Linked DNA regions of Sus scrofa: regions 1 and 2 are each linked to region 3. The links are chromatin contacts, called in public HiChIP or PLAC-seq maps. All regions are on one chromosome and are shown on one strand. Each heading gives the region's core, a stretch centred on a gene start, on an enhancer-like site or on the middle of the called end of the contact. The rest is flanking DNA. Distances are from core to core; before and after follow the strand shown.

Region 1 (3,005 bases), core at 406-2,905, 82 kb after region 3:
CACGTAGGTGTTGTGAAAAGTGAAAATCAGGGATGCTTGTGACTGGACAGGATTGACAAAGGAAGTCTTCTTGGAGGATTTGGATTTTTTTTTTTCTTCCTTTTTAGGGCCACCCCCCCCAGGCATATGGAAGTTCCCAGGCTAGGAGTTGAATAGGAGTTGTAGCTTCCAGCAAATGCCACAGCCGGGAACTCGGGATCTGAGTCTTGTCTGCAACCGACACCACAGTGCACAGCCATGCCAGATCCTTAACCCACTGAGCAAGGCCAGGGATTGAACCCATGTCTTCATGGATACTAGTCGGGTTACTGCTAAGCCACAGCGGGAACTCCGGGATGTGAATTTCAGTGTTCCCTTTGAGGAAGTATTCTTGAAACTGTGTAACATCTTCCATAGCTTTTTTGTTGTTATTAAGTGATTGGCTGCACCCTTGGCATATGGAAGTTCCGGGGCCAGGGATCAAACCAGAGCCAGAACAGTGACAATGCCATGAAGTTATACTACAGACCACAAGGGAAGTCCTTCCGTAGCTTTTTTTTAGAGATGTTTAAGTTCGGAGATGGATTGGGGATTAAAGATTCTTTGAGAGTCGAGGTGGAGTTCCCTGGTAGCCTACTGGGTTAAGGATCTGGTGTTGTTATCGCTGTGGTGCGGGTTTGATCCCAGACCCGGAACTTCTGTATGCCCCAGACATGGCTGAAAAAAACCCAAAACAAAATAGTTGGGAGACGTACAGATGTACAGAGTTTAGAAGACTCTGTTTCTTTGCTAGAAAGATAAAAAGCAGAGGATGGCTTCCAAAAGCTGCCGTAGATTGGGCCATAGATAAATCTGTGATTAAGTACAAGTATTCTTTCCGTTTTTCCTCGCTTATTTTTTTTCACCTGCCTTCCTCCTTCCCTCTTTCCTTTCCTCTCATTACTTCTGCAAATATTTATTGAGCATCTGTTACATGCCAGGAACTGTGTTGGTTACTGACACAGAGCTGCCTCAGTGAACTGTGTTTTTTCTTTGTTTTAATTGTTGGAGCTCCAAGAATTTTAAGTGGAAGTAAGAAAAAAGAAAGTTAAACTTCATATTAGTTTAGAACTAGCTTTTTTTTTTTTTTTCCCCTCCCTGAATGGTCACTAGAATATAATTTTGTGTGACCTAAAGCACTTTCTCAAACAGAGTCTGCTGTTGGAGTGAAAGCTTCCATTATAAATACTGGAAGAAGACAAATTTGACAGAGTTATTATTAATGTAAAATTTCAGAAGCCCCTGACTATATCTTTGGAGGCACAGTGACTCTTCCATGTATTTTTCCCAAGGACTACTTCAGGGCTTATTTAATTTCCCTGCTGTGTCCATGAGAGAGAAAATTAGATAGCATGAACACAGTTACCCATGAATCTGTCTTATTGTTCCACACTTTCAAAAGTTAAATATGAAAATTGTGTTCTGTAGAAAACGAGTGATGACCTATCGGAAAGCCACAGGTCGGGGTGTGTGTTTCATTGGCATAATCCCTTTAGAGAGAGACTCATCTATCTTTTTTTTAGTATTAATGTGCCTATATTGTCACATTAATCTAAAAGCAGATCCTATTTCGCCTGTCATACGTGGCTTTGACACACTGAATGAAACGATCGGGTTTCTTCGTGCCCGATCTGTGTCTCGTGCGTCACATAGGAGGACTCTGCATTACTGGGAGTTTCCGTTCTAACGTGGATTTACTGACACATCTTACAGCTGTTTCTTTACACTGTCCTTTCTGTTTTATTCTTTTTAATTGAGATATTATAAAAGGATATACCTTTATCACCATTCAGTTACTTATTCTGTTAACCTAGACCTTTTCTAAAAAATGAAGGTTTCGTGTATATATATTAAAATAAACACACGCACACATACCCACCACCACCACACCCTGTTATCTCCCATGACTCTGTAGTTGGCTGGGTCCAGTAGGGCAGTTCTTCTGCTCCAAAGTGGTGTCGGCAAGGGCTGCTGTCATCTGGAGTTCCAACTTGCCAGAAATGTTCAAAGTGGCTCACTTACATGGTTGGCGGTCTGTATTGGCTGCCGGCTAGGAGCTTAGCTTGAGGCTGTTGACCCAAGCATCAAGGACCTCCTACATATGACCTCTCTACGGGGCTTGGGTTTCTCACAGCGTGGCGACTGGGCTCTAAAAGGGAACATTCCAAGCGTGCAAACTGCAGATATATTAAGGCCCAGCCTCTGAAGTCAAACAGTTTTACTCCCTCTGTATTCTGTTGAATTAAAGTGAATCCAGGGCCACTCTGGATTCAGAGGAAGCAAAAACAGATTCCACCCCCAGTAAGAGGACTGGCCGAAAATTTAGGGTCACCTGTAATCCACTACACAGTGATAAGAGTATTGGGTGCTAGACTGAAGAGAGGTGATGTCAGAGACTAGATTATTTTAGGCTGAGGCGTTCTAATGATAGGCAGCAGATTTTTAAAGAATGGGAGTGAGATGTGCTTTTACTTTATGATTTACTTTCTTATGATAGCCGATGTTGATGTAGAGGACAGACTAGAATAGCTATCTTGACCGACAAATTCTCTAAAGAGAATCTGTATACTTAAGAATTACCTTGGGGGGAATTCCCTGGTGGCGCAGTGGGTTAAGGATCCGGCATTGTCACTGCTGTGGCCTGGGTTTGATCCTTAATTCCAGAACTTCCTTTTCTTTTCTTTCTTTTTTTTTTTTTTGTCTTTTTGCCTTTTCTAGTGCTGCACCAGTGGTGTATGGAGGTTCCCAGGCTAGGGGTTGAATCAGAGCTGTAGCCGGCAGCCTACAATGGTTAATGGACACGTAAACCTCATCCGTGGTGATACAGCAGTTGCTTGGGGTGTGGGGGATGGGATTCAAGGGAAGGAGCCTATAGGAGTTTTCTGGGGAGATAGAAATGTCCTGTCTTGACCCCTGTGGTGGTTACACGGTGCAACCGTATCTAAAATTCATTACATTCTGCCTTAAGGTTTATGGGTTTTTTCTGT
Region 2 (3,089 bases), core at 27-2,526, 120 kb after region 3:
GACAGGTGTGTGGTTTGGTTGGCCCAGTGCTGGGCAAGTAATACCTGTGCGCCTCAGCTTTCTCACTGGTGAAGTGGGGCATGATAATAGTCCTTGTTGGTGCCTGGAGTCAAGGTTAGCTGCTCTTTGCATAATTTTTATGGCTAGCATTTCAAGCAGAGGAAATGGCATGAGCAAAGGCAAGGTGTTAGGGAGTGGGGAAGGGTAGGACCCAAGTGTAGGCTGTCCGGAGGGGAATGGAAGGGTTGGTTGGGTTTGTGAGCTAAGGAACTTGAATTTTATCCTGTGGAAAGCAGTTTTGAAAACTCATGGCGTTCCCGTTGTGGCTTAGTGGGTTAGGAACCCAACATTGTCTCTGTGAGGATGCAGGTTCCCTGGCCTTACTCAGCGGGTTAAGGATCTGGCATTGCCGTGAGCTGCAACATAGGTCGAAGATGCGGCTTGGATCTGGCGCAGCTGTGGCTGTGGTGTAGGCTGGCAGCTGTAGCTCCAATTTGACTTCTAGCCTGGGAACCTCCATATGCTGCAGGTGTGGCCCAAAAAATAAAAAATAAAAAAATAGAAAAGCAACTCAGCTTGCCTCAGTTGACTTCCACGCTGAGGATCCGATGCAGGAGGAGGGATTGGAGAATGTAAATTAAGTCAGTGACAGTAGAAATGCCAAGACCAGACCTTAGAAACACTTTCGGGGTGAAATCTGTCAGATATGAGAAAGAGGGACGAGCTCAGGCTGGGTGAGTGGGTGATGCCAGGCGTTGGGATGGGCATCCAGTGGGTGGAGCAGAGGTTTGGGGTATGTAGAAGGGTGAGGATGGGGCTGACAGGCTGTGTGTTTGCTTTGTGCATGTTTCAGATGCTTGCTGAACATCTAGTATAACTCGGCACGTGGTCACGAGGGTCTGGAGCTCAGGAGGAAAGCTGGGAACCATCCGTTTACTTACAGAGATGGTCCTCTAGGCCATGGTTGTGACAGTGCCCCCTTAGCTGATGATCAGAGGGGCGGGGTGAAAACAGGAAAAGGGGTGATGCAAGAAAAGCCCGGGCAGGAAGGCGTTTAGGGAAGTGAAGGATACTTATCGGGCCGCTGTCCCCGGGGGCCAGCCGAGATAAGCCCTGGATGAGGGCAGTTAGGTTCGGCCTTTAGGAGCTCAGTGCGGTGGGCTCAGGGCTCCATCGAGGTCTGGCACATCGTTGTTCTTCCTGCTTCCACTCTGTCCCATTGGGAGGTCTCCCTTGTGGGTTTTCGGGTTCCTTCCTTTCTGTCGCTACGGTGAGCAGCTCTAGGATAGGAACTAGTTATGTTCACCTCTGTAACCCCAGTAACACACACACACACACACACACATACACATACACATACACACGAGTGCTCAGTGAGCATTTGTTAAATGAATAAATGGATCAAGGATGATTCGAATGAACAAATATTTATTGAATGCCTTATATATTTCAGAAGCTGTGCTAGTCTCTAGGAATAAAGCAGTGAGCAAAATAGTTTTTTTAAAAAATCCCTACTCTGGTGGGGCTTACATTCTATAGCATGAATCAGAAGGCTAAGGGGAAGGAACAGGTCGAAAGGTAACTATTGAAGGTACAAGGATGAGCTCTGTAGCCTCGCCATCCACAAACCGAGTCTGGCATCCAGGAGGCATTCGATAGAGCTGGTTGGCTTGAACACAGGGGAGAGGGTTTGAGAAGAGAACTGAGGTAGTGCTGCGTGGGTGACAGCGCAGCCTTGGGGAGGGAAGCGTTATTAGTTGAGGGAGTTGCCCTGGGAGATACTCTGCATGGGAGGCATTCCTTGAGGTCGAACAGGAGGTGAAGTCTGAGTGGAAAAGGGCTGCAGGAAGACCGAGTCCCGCTCTGAGGATTGGCTGAGACCCTTCCCTTGTGATTGCAGGGGTCTGTAGCTGGGCAGGCTCCTCCCAGCAAGGCAAGGCGGAGCCCGCGGTGAGCGGGGGCTTGTCTGAGGCTGAGTGAGGCTTGGCCGGAGTAGGTGGTGTGGGCTAGCCAGGGGGTGAAGTCTTCAGGGGATGCTGGTGAATGTTCCTGAGTGTCCAGGCTGGGTGGGGAGGAAAATAAGAGCAGGGTCAGCTAAGGACCTGAAGGAATAGGAAGAGAGAGGGTCTGGGTTGGAGGAGGTGAGAACGTATCAACTAGAAGGGAAAGATAGTATTACTTCCTCTATTAAATACCAGGCATGCTGTTCTAAGTGCTTCATAGAAGTTAACTTTGAATCCTCATGACAATCCTGTGAGCTAACTACGGATTAAGCCTTGCTCAAGCCTGCTCGGGTCCGAAGCATCCTGGACAGTCTTGGCTGCTAAATCTCTATGCCGGAGCACTGGGCCCTCTTGCCTTGGGAAGAAAGCAGACATGAGAGCTTCTTCCAGGCCGAGTAACTTTGCAGTTGCTTCCTGAAGTTGCTGAGCCGTCCTTCCCTTCTAGGAAATACTCGAGGCGGCATGGAAGGGATCTGTGGACTGTCTGCTCCCTTTTGAAAAATAAGAGTTCCCTGGTAGCTCCTCAGGTTAAGGACCCACACTGTCACTGCCATGGCCAGGTTCTATCCCTGTCCTGGGAACTTCTGCGTGCTGAGGGCCCAGCCCCCCCAAAAAGAAAGTATGTTTTAGGCAACAGTATATTTTATTTAGAACTGTTAGTTTTCTTTGCCTGGCTTGCTCATGTCTAGACATCCTTTAATAGGAAATAGATTTCACGATTACAGAAGACCTTATTAATTTTTTCTTTTTAAGGCCGCACCTGTGACATATGAAGGTTCCCAGGTTAGGGCTCGAGTCGGAGCTGCAGCTACAGTCTGCACCTCAGCCACGGCAACACCAGATCCAAGCCACATCTGCGACCTACACTGCAGTTTGTGGCAGTGCCAGATCCTTAACCCACTGAGCGAGGCTAAGGTTCAAACCCTCATCCTCACAGGCACTATGTTGAATTCTTAACCTGTTAAGTCACAATGGGAATTCTGAGAAGACTTTAAATGCAGATCAGTCTCTGAGTTCTCCGAGAGGTAGCATCTTCTCTATTCACCTGTCCTCCCTCCACTAAACTGAGAAGAAGAGCCAGAACAG
Region 3 (3,037 bases), core at 331-2,830:
GCAGGGGGGTCCGCTTGAAACAGAAGGTTGGTAGAAGTGTCCATTTATTTATAAAGCTGAGAAAATGAACACAAAGGTATATAAGCTTCTGATCAGGAAACATCAAGACTGTTTTAATTTAGGGTGGACAGAAGTGGGTGCTGGAGAGGAGGATGTGGTGGAGGCAATGACAACCTGTTCACAGCCTCAGTCCCCAACAATGTCACCTCTACAAGCTGACTGAGGAGCTTAGGTTCTGAATGAAATGTTTTGACGATGTTGGGTTGGCTGATGGGTACAATTCTAGGCTAAGGTAAAGGCACTAAAAGCGAAAAGAGCTAAGGCAATGGAGTCAAACAGACCTGGGACCAAATGCCGGTCTACTACTTCCCACCTAGGTGACCTTGGGCAAATATCCCAGCCGCTCTGGAGCCCTGGTTTCCTATCGGTAAAATTTAGAATATAAAACTCACGGGTTTAACCAATAGTCCCTGTAAAGATCTCTGCATAGTTGGCACAAAGTAGGCACGCAATAAATAGCAGTCGTTATTACAGTCAACTACAGGCCAAACGACCAGAGTCATCTAAACTCCCTAGCAAACAACCGTAGCAAAACGAATCCAGATCTGACCGACGCGCCTTTTAGCCCAATAAGGTACCAGGAAAGAACTCGGTGGAGACAAACCAATGGCACTAGCTCTTGTTGTTGGACGGGCTCTCTTGCCGTCCCACCAATAGTTTGAGGATTTGACCAGGGAGTGACATTCCAACAGTCCAATGACGTACAACCAGCCCACACTCAGCACTTCGGAGGGGATAAATCAAGGAGCCGGGACGTATAGATTCCGTTATTAGGCAGTAGTGGATAGAGAGAGGACCTTAGGGGAAACAGCGCGAGGCCGAGGCACTAATGAGCAAATAAAAGAAAAAAGGCGATGGTTGCGCCAAGTGAGCTCGGCCGCCATCATGCTCTAGTTTCCCCTTCGCCTCTCCCAGTCCGCAACGGAGGAAGCGGCCTCTGGGATGCTGAGGGGGTGTGTCCCCTAATGATTGGCGCAGGCAGCGTAGCCAATCCTAGCTCGTCAAACGGAACGCACTTAACCAATGAGGGGCGACGGCAGCGGCGAGGAATTGGAGGGGCGGAACAGCAGCTTGACGGGCATAGAAGGCAGCCAGTGACGGCCGGCAGCATCCTTCCTGCGGCCAATGGAATGGGGCTCTGGGCGGGCCCCCGAGTGTTTGTGTTGTGGTTTTGGGGGAGGGAGGCGGAGGGGAAAGTTTGTTTATTTTGTTTTTAGTTTCTGGGGTCCCCGTGTTTCTCGGAGGTGAAGCGGGAGGGAGTGACTCCCCCCCGAGCCCCTCAGTCTCCCTACTACGTCGCCTCCATAGCCTGCGGAGAAGCGGGGACCGCGCGCCTCGCAGCGCATCGCCTCACAGCGGAACGCCGCGCACTCGGAGCGGGCACGGCTCGGCGGTGAGTGAGGACCGACGGCCACTGCTGTCCTTCCCCTCCCCCGCTCACCGCCCAGTCAGAGTCGGGCGGCCGGGTGGGTGAGGACGCCCGCGGGAGCGCGCCGCGCGGGGCCGGCCTGTCAAGCTGAGGCGCAGCGTGTGCATGTCCTCGCGAGTGAGCGCGCGCGGCGGGGAGAGGGCCGGGAGGGGCGTGAGCGCGCGCGCGGGGCAGGCGGGGGCGGCGGCGTTGGGCGCGCGCTCCGTGGGGCGGGCGTCTGGTGGGTTTGACCCCAGGGCGGGGAGGGACGCGGTCGACGTCCGCGCGCGGGGAAGGGGCGCTGGGAATGGAAGGGCCGGGCGGGCGCGCACGCGCGGCTCTGGGCGTCACGCGCCGGCAGGTGTGAGCTGGGGGAGGGCTTCCGGGTGGGCTGGTCGATCGAGTTCGCTTCTCGTCGCCGGGGGACCTCGGGGCGGGGAGGGGTCCCGGTAGTGGCAAAGAGCCGAGGCCCGCGGAGGCGCGTCGGGGCCCCTGCCAGGCAGTGGCAGAGGGAGGCGGCAGGCCTCAGCCTCTCGGTCCCCACCTGTGTGCAAGACCTGCGTGACGGAGCGAATGCGTTCCCCTGCTCATCCCGGACCGGGGGATCCCGCCCCCATCCCTCACCCCAGAGCCCTGAGTGTGGCCACCTTCCAGAGGCGATTCACTCTCCACGGGGAAAGGAGGGGACTGGCAGAGGACGTTCAGCCCGAGGTGTTTTCTGCTGTCCCCTGGTCCTGCGCCCTGTGGCTTCAAACTAGCCGGTTTCCACAGTGGGCTTAAATACACTGTAGAGGCTGAAGACAGCCAGTAGCCTCTAGTCGGGCACTTTAAGGACCAACCTATCCTCATATCTTTGAGCACAGAATACTATCTGGGTCTTTTCAGGCTCCTTGCTTTCTCATGTATCTTTGTATCTTTTGGCTGTTTTATTACTTTTTAGCATCTGCGCTAGAGATTGAGTGAGAGATAAGGTGAATTTCAAGTTGCTCCTTTGTATTGCAGTATAAGCAGCATCATACAACAGAATTGGCCAGAGATGTTTCTCCATAGTAAGTGAATAAAATGTCATTAATTTTGCCCCCCCCCAGCAGTTAAGCAAACAAATGTTTTGATACCTCATATCTTGTATTTTGTGAAAGTTTAACAATAGAAGCTATTTACTTCTTACTTGCAGGGAATTTCAGTAGAATGATAGTTTCCTATTGATTTGGAGAAGCATCTTGGCTTTGAAACTTTGTTTATTCTTTTGGTGATGTTATGTAAATGTCTGTTAAAAAGCAGAACTTACAGCACCTTGGCACCTCTACAGTGTGCAGTATCCTTGTAGGTAGGTAGTGGAGATGTGAATGTAGTAGGTTGCTACGCTAAGGCTAGAATCCGGAGTACAAATCAGACCGGCTTGTTTCACGTGGGATGCAGTGATGATGATAATGATGGCTTTATAGTTTCTTAGTTCTTAACTGGTTTTTTGTTCGTTTTTTGGCCGTGCCTGTGCCGGAGGGATGTGGAAGTTCCTGGGCCAGAGATCAAACCTGTGCCATGCTGCTGGAGCGTCCCTAGCCGCTGCAA

The links. HiChIP or PLAC-seq counts read pairs in DNA pulled down with a chosen protein or histone mark.
Region 1: a contact with region 3 is called in an H3K27ac HiChIP or PLAC-seq map of skeletal muscle. The contact joins the enhancer-like site here to the promoter of TNRC6B in region 3. A contact is called at or near these places in 1 of 5 promoter capture datasets (liver), 6 of 47 Hi-C or Micro-C datasets (embryonic fibroblasts, epiblast stem cells, liver and 1 more) and 2 of 2 datasets of contacts at active chromatin or transcription factors (alveolar macrophages and skeletal muscle).
Region 2: an H3K27ac HiChIP or PLAC-seq map of alveolar macrophages shows a contact between it and region 3. The contact joins the enhancer-like site here to the promoter of TNRC6B in region 3. A contact is called at or near these places in 1 of 5 promoter capture datasets (fetal liver), 6 of 47 Hi-C or Micro-C datasets (embryonic fibroblasts, liver, retroperitoneal adipose tissue and 1 more) and 2 of 2 datasets of contacts at active chromatin or transcription factors (alveolar macrophages and skeletal muscle).

Annotation. Positions count from the first base shown.
Region 1 is chr5:8,228,096-8,231,100 of Sscrofa11.1, reverse strand. The region is part of intron 3 of TNRC6B (trinucleotide repeat-containing gene 6B protein); the gene reads left to right. Among named protein-coding and RNA genes, the nearest start is that of MIR7134, 68 kb to the right of the region's middle. Within about 2 kb of position 1,655, at least 1 of the 83 cell types and tissues checked has an H3K27ac peak or open chromatin away from gene starts, as enhancers often do. A contact at or near this core is called in skeletal muscle, where this site is marked.
Region 2 is chr5:8,184,543-8,187,631 of Sscrofa11.1, reverse strand. All of the region lies in intron 4 of TNRC6B (trinucleotide repeat-containing gene 6B protein), which reads left to right. Among named protein-coding and RNA genes, the nearest start is that of MIR7134, 25 kb to the right of the region's middle. Within about 2 kb of position 1,276, at least 8 of the 83 cell types and tissues checked have an H3K27ac peak or open chromatin away from gene starts, as enhancers often do. A contact at or near this core is called in alveolar macrophages and fetal liver, where this site is marked.
Region 3 is chr5:8,309,607-8,312,643 of Sscrofa11.1, reverse strand. It overlaps TNRC6B (trinucleotide repeat-containing gene 6B protein), which reads left to right and starts at 1,580. Exons shown (of 26, transcript XM_021092847.1): 1 at 1,580-1,606. The coding sequence starts at 1,595. It overlaps LOC102162756 (a long non-coding RNA gene), which reads right to left and starts at 679. Exons shown (of 2, transcript XR_001305237.2): 1 at 453-679; 2 at 1-56.